Regions from separate parts of the Ovis aries genome. Here region 1 is linked to region 2. A link is a contact called in public Hi-C data. All regions are on one chromosome and are shown on one strand. Each heading gives the region's core, a stretch centred on a gene start, on an enhancer-like site or on the middle of the called end of the contact. The rest is flanking DNA. Distances are from core to core; before and after follow the strand shown.

Region 1 (2,914 bases), core at 291-2,790, 430 kb after region 2:
CATCAAGGAAGTGAAAGCCCAGGTCTCGGAGGGGCCTGGTTTCAAATTGTTTTGTCACAGCTCATTTATTTTTCCTCTTAAATAAATAAACAAAACCACCTCTTTGTTTTCCCCTGAATGAATGTTCAGCAAATTATCTGTGGGTGAGGCATGAAAGGGGTTTTCTGGAGTCTTTCGTGGGGGCACTTGGGCTTTTTTTTTAAAAGGAAAAAAGAAAAGATTATTTTAGCTTCGACCTTCTCCAAGACTGTCAAGGCACTTTCTTTTCTGTCTCATCTTGAGATGGCAGCCTGAAATCACAGCCTCAAGCCCAGTCAGACACACAGACCTTCCTCTGCTGGTCCTTGGGGCCAGCCTTCACATGTCACAGGCTCCAACCCCAAGGCCACACAGTGGAAGCAACAAGAACACTTGGAGCTCAGTGGTTAGTTAGTCCTCTTGGTCAGCTAGGACCCATGGTTTTTGTTCCTTCCACTAAAAATAACAAAGCAATTAAACACAAAAGGGTTCCATCACAGCTTAATAAAATTCCATTGCATGTTCCTTCGCTCAAGGTTCAAAATATTTGGAAAATTTGTTTACAACACTAAAACCATTCAATAATCTCTTGACTCTTGGAATAACCCTTTCCTGTACGACTGACATATGGGAGGGACCAAGGGGGATACAAAGACCACTGTCACACAGTCCCTACCCTCCTGGTGCCCACAGTTCAGAGAGGAGAGAGGAAAACAGAAGCTCCTACAGCAGAGGTCAGTGGAACCACAGGTGGGCAGGGAGGGAAAAGACAGGCTCCGCTGGAAATGAAGGGGGAAATGGAGGATGGTTTCCTGGAGCTTATATTTAAGCTGGATCTTGAAGAACCGATGCTATTAAGAAGAAAGGATATGCGAAGAGCTGAAAAGTACTCGTATGACAGACAATATCAATGTGTGAACCAGGTCAGATACAAGACCGCAGGACCGGTGGAGCCTGGAGGGCCTATGGCTCCTCAAATGGCATTCAGAAAGGCGGCTGAAGGCCTCAAGGTGGAGAGGAGCTCAAAGGAGCAGGCCACTTCAATTCTGCTTCAGCTGCCAGTCCCTGGCTTGGCTGGGAGACGGGCCTGCGTGTGAAGAAGCTGCTGTTAATGCTGTGAGATACAGTTGTCTGGGGGCGGGGGTGCCGACTGACGCTGGGCTAGTCCCAGACACCTGAAGACCACCAGGAGCAACGTTTGCTGCCTGTTCGCGGCCTCTAAGCTTTCTGATCCTGGAATAAGGGGCAAAGAAGGAAGGGGTGACTGGAACAAATCAATTCACTTACAAAGGCTCGGGCTCCTCATGCTATATGGGATATGGGATGGGGTTTCCAAACACCACCACCACCCCGGGGGGAGTTGCCAGGATCCAAGGTTTTCTTCTAGGTCTTGGAAATTCCGCGGCATCGCAGCTTCCAACCCTCAAGGTGCCCTCGCCGCCGGGCTGGGCCGGGCGCCGGCCACGAGGGGGTTAAGGCGCCGCCAAGATGGCCGCCTTGTTTTGCACTCCTGAGGGGTCACGCGGCAGGCTGCCCTTTGCCTCTGGGGAGGCAGTCAAGGTCCCGCCGCCCTCCCCGGGCGGGCGCTCTGCCCTTTGCGGCCGGACGGCGCCTCCTCCCCTGCGCGTCCCGCACTCTCGGGGCCGCTGAACTTTCCAGGCCCCGAGCGAGCCAAACTCCCAACCTTCCAGGCAGCAGGCCTGGCCTTGGAGGAGGCGAGGCACGGAGCCCCACCCAGCCACCCCCGGCGATACCGGGGCCGGGGGTGCGCTCCAGCCGGCTCCTTCGGCCTCTGAGAGCGTCTGGGGGACCTGTGAGCCGAGGCCGCAGCCTGGGCCGCGATCCCTACTTCTCGTCTCTTGCCTGAAGCCGCCCCGGCCGCCTCCCGGAAGGCCTCCGAGGGCTGCGCCCGCCTGCAGCCGAGCAGGGGCGCGATGCAACGTGGTCGCACTGCCCTCCAGTGGCCGGTGTGCCGAACAGCACGGCGGGCCGGGGCAAGGGTCCCGGTGATGACCCAGGGTCCCGGACACTCGGCCGGGCCGGCGGGCCCGACGTGGACTTGCTCATCCCCAGTGCCTTTTATCGGCGGCCCTTTGCCGCGGGGGCACTGATCCAACAGCAGGGCATTTGCTTCCGCCAGTGGTTCTTGAACTCCTCTGTGCCCCCTGAATCTGAGTGCCCAGTTGCTTCAAACCCAGATTCCTACACCCAAAGTCAGGACATCTGCATTTCCTTGCTAACAAGTTCCCAGGAGCAGCTCCTAGGGAGACATTTATAGAACAACTGGCCCAGCGGCTCCTCCTGTCCTGAGGATCCTGTTATTCACTCATTGAGTCTCATATGCCCTGCTGGGCACTGAAGACCAGAGGTGACCGTCACCAAGCTCCTACCTCATGAGACCCTCTCTAACAGAAGAGACAGATTCGTTTAAACAGATAATCTCATAAATAAATACGGTTCCATTTGAGAAAGTGTTCAAATTCCTCTGAAGGAAAAGAATAAGCTGCTCAAAGAACTTGTATGCATGGAAAACTATTTCAGAGTTGGGATGAGGAGGCTGTTGTTCCCTCTCTGAGGAACCTCTAAGCTGAGGCCAACAGGAAGAAGGAAGAGATGTCAGGGAGGTGGGAGAGAGTCTGAGGCAGCAGGTAGAACAGGTGAGAAGCTGTAGATGGTGAAAGGAGATGCAGAGACTGGAAGGATGGAACTGGATGGTGGAAGGGGAGGGGATGTAGAGGGTCAGAGACCCCAGGTCTATTCATCTGGTACCCAAAGACCCCACTTCAAAAGGGGCAACATGCAGAGAAAGCTGAACAATTAGCCACCTGCCTCAGAGCCCAGGAATCATGTCCCACCAGCGAAAACCTCTGCCAAGTGCCCCGGGCCCGTGAACTTG
Region 2 (2,836 bases), core at 217-2,716:
TCAAACCAGTTAGGACCACCCCCGTGGGGCTTCTCCAGTCGACTCCTGTCCTCCTTCCTCCAGCCAGAACCGCAGTTCTGTGGACCTGTTGATTACAACACTGCCCACGGCCAGAAAATCCTGCCCCATCAGCAAAACAGCTTTCCAGACTGACATAGGACATGTCCCGTTAGAAGATGGCTGAGTTTTAGTTCCAGTTCTGCCCCTGCTTTGTTGGCTCAAATGAGTCACTTCTTCCTTTGTCTATTTCCCCTATTGGTAAGGAGAAGATAATGAACCTTTCCACCTATCAGGCTCACTTGAGTGTTGTAAAGAATAATGAGGTGATATTTGTAAAGTGCTTTGAGCGGCTGGGAAAGAGGAGGGGGAGGGCTCAGTAGAAAGCATTATTAGCTGCAAGCACTTATCAATTGAGCTGTTTAACAATAGCAGAGAGTAAGAATACCCAGAAATGAATTCCAGGGACTGACCCTGCTTTGAATTTAGGAGGAGGATTAGTGGGGACCTAATAGGTATTCCACTTCTCCAGTTTCTTTAGTGGACCGTCAAACTAGGAAAGGTAATTACATTCTTCTATGTTGGATTCAGCCTAGAGTTTCAATTGGGATGTCAAAGCGTACTTGTCTTCTATTCTCCTCCTGAGGCTGTGTTCTGTTGTAATTGTTAAAGCCTTGGGCATCTTCTATCCCCAGGGGTAAATTCACTTAGGAGCTATACAAAGTCATTTCTGTGTAGTGGCTGGGCTGCTGTTTATAAGGTTGATTAGTGGAGCTTTCTAAATCTAAAGCGCCTGGGGAGCAATTTGGATGAAGCTGGGAAATAAAAAAGCAAAGTCTTCATCATGGTTGATCTTTTTTTATTACACTGCTCCATGGGAATTTTCTCAGTAACTCAGTGTATGCACAGTGCAATATGGCTTGACAGCCATTGCCACATCCTCTTTCCTGGGGAAATGGAGACCTAGCCCAGGTTAAGATGAATGTGCCAGGTCACTAAATATATTTAGAGCCACCTTTTAACTTCTCTTACTCCCAACTGAGGGCTTTCTGGTGGTTCAGTGTAAAGAATCCACCTGCCAATACAGGAGACACGGGTTCGATCCCTAGGTCGGGAAGATCCCCTTGGAGGAAGAAATGGCAACCCACTCCAGGATTCTTGCTTGGGAAATCTTACAGACAGAGGAGCCTGGTGGGCTACAGTCCATGGAGTTGCAAAGAGTCGGACACTGTGACTAAGCAATTCCCATTGGGGGTTAGATGAGAGGTATTTGTGGGGGTCTAAGATGTGTAGGAATGTTTCCAAATAATGATTCTGGTCTGTTTCCCCAAACTCATGCCCCGCTGTCTCAAGATCCTTAGGCCTGAGTTCAGTTCTCTCTCATTTTCTGAGTCAGGGCAGAAGAGAGAGGCAAATCAAAACCAGAGAAATGTTTTGAGCTTGTGCAGGTCTCTGTGGGCCAACAGGACAGTGAGCCAAGAAGAATGTGGCTCCCTCCTCATTGGGTAGGAGTAGGGCTGAATTCTTTCATCATCCTCTAGGGGCTGTAGGGAGAGTTCAAGGGGTCATTTGGAACAGAAATTTTCTTGATCAGAGTTATATTAAGGATTAAGGAAAGTATACTGATGGATGCATCTTTGTGCCCTGAAGTTTATGGGCCTTTTTGCAATCGCTGCTTCCACAAACCCTTAACTCCTTAAACCAATCATCCAGGCCTCCATATGCAGGGGTATATGCACTCCCAGGAGACCAGACGTGCCTATACCAGCATCGCTCCATGGTGACTTGTGAGTCTCCTGACATCCACCAGCAGTGAGCCCACCAGCAACCCCATCCTGGTGCCTGTCTCACACACACACACACACACACACACACACACACACAGATACACACACACACATGCGCGCGCGCGCGCAAACACACACACTTGCGAGCACACCCTGGGTGCCAAAGGTCCCTCCTCTCCCCCTGTCATCCCACTGTGTCCAGCAAAGCCCCACTCAGAATTTGGTGCCTCTTTGGGCGCAGATTCAGATCTCTGGGCTCCTTCCTGAGTCTGCCCCCCAACTCCTGCTGGATTTCCTCAGCAAATCTTCTCTGCCCTGAGACTCCTTGAAATCATACGGGATTTACTTGGCAAGATTCTCTGACCTCTTTCAAAGACCCAGATTTCTTGTTTACTGTAGTTTCAATCCTCTAAAAGCATTTGGAATATTTTCTTCATTTCCCTCTCCCAAGGTATCTATTTGGTCCCCGGCAGGCCTCCCCCAGTGCCTTTGGGGGTGGGGGAGGATGCTGAGACACTGGGCCCCAGCCACTGTCCTTTCCTTCACCTTTGCCAGGGCAAAGACCAGTGCTGGGCTGACCTTTCCTGGCCGGGCCAAAAGAGAAGGCTGTGGAAACCCGCACGCCCCCGCGGCCGTCCTGCCCTCTGCGGCCACAGCTGCTTGCCCTCCCTGCCCCCGCCTGCTTTTTTTCTCAGTGATCCTCCACACCGCTGGTGCCCCAGCGAGTCGCTGGGAACAGAGGTCTGTTTCCCCCCCTCCACTGGCCTCGGCTCCCCACACTAGAACATTCAGGCGTCAATGGGAAACAGCAAGATCTGTCAGCATCGCCCCTTTCTTTGGGGCTTTGAGGGCCACATTCTCCACGGCCATCTGTTCCCTTTCACCTCTCTGGACAATGTTGCTTTTTAAAGCCAGGGATTCTTCCTCCTTTATCTCCTCCTCGCCCGCCTCCCCTTCTTCTGCGTTCCCACCCTTCCCCGCCCCCTACCCCATCATCATCTCTCTCTTTGCCCAACCCTATGAAATGAGCTTCTCTGAAGAGAAAACTTGCC

The links. A called contact is a pair of places that touch in the nucleus more often than the background predicts.
Region 1: a contact with region 2 is called in a Hi-C map of omental adipose tissue, with 4 times the contacts expected there. The contact joins two enhancer-like sites. A contact is called at or near these places in 4 of 16 Hi-C or Micro-C datasets (mesenteric adipose tissue, muscle, omental adipose tissue and 1 more).

What each region holds. Positions count from the first base shown.
Region 1 is chr7:78,722,146-78,725,059 of ARS-UI_Ramb_v3.0, forward strand. No RefSeq gene overlaps it. Among named protein-coding and RNA genes, the nearest start is that of ZFP36L1, 20 kb to the left of the region's middle. Within about 2 kb of position 1,541, at least 34 of the 54 cell types and tissues checked have an H3K27ac peak or open chromatin away from gene starts, as enhancers often do.
Region 2 is chr7:78,294,620-78,297,455 of ARS-UI_Ramb_v3.0, forward strand. All of the region lies in intron 8 of RAD51B (RAD51 paralog B), which reads left to right. Among named protein-coding and RNA genes, the nearest start is that of ZFP36L1, 410 kb to the right of the region's middle. Within about 2 kb of position 1,467, at least 9 of the 54 cell types and tissues checked have an H3K27ac peak or open chromatin away from gene starts, as enhancers often do.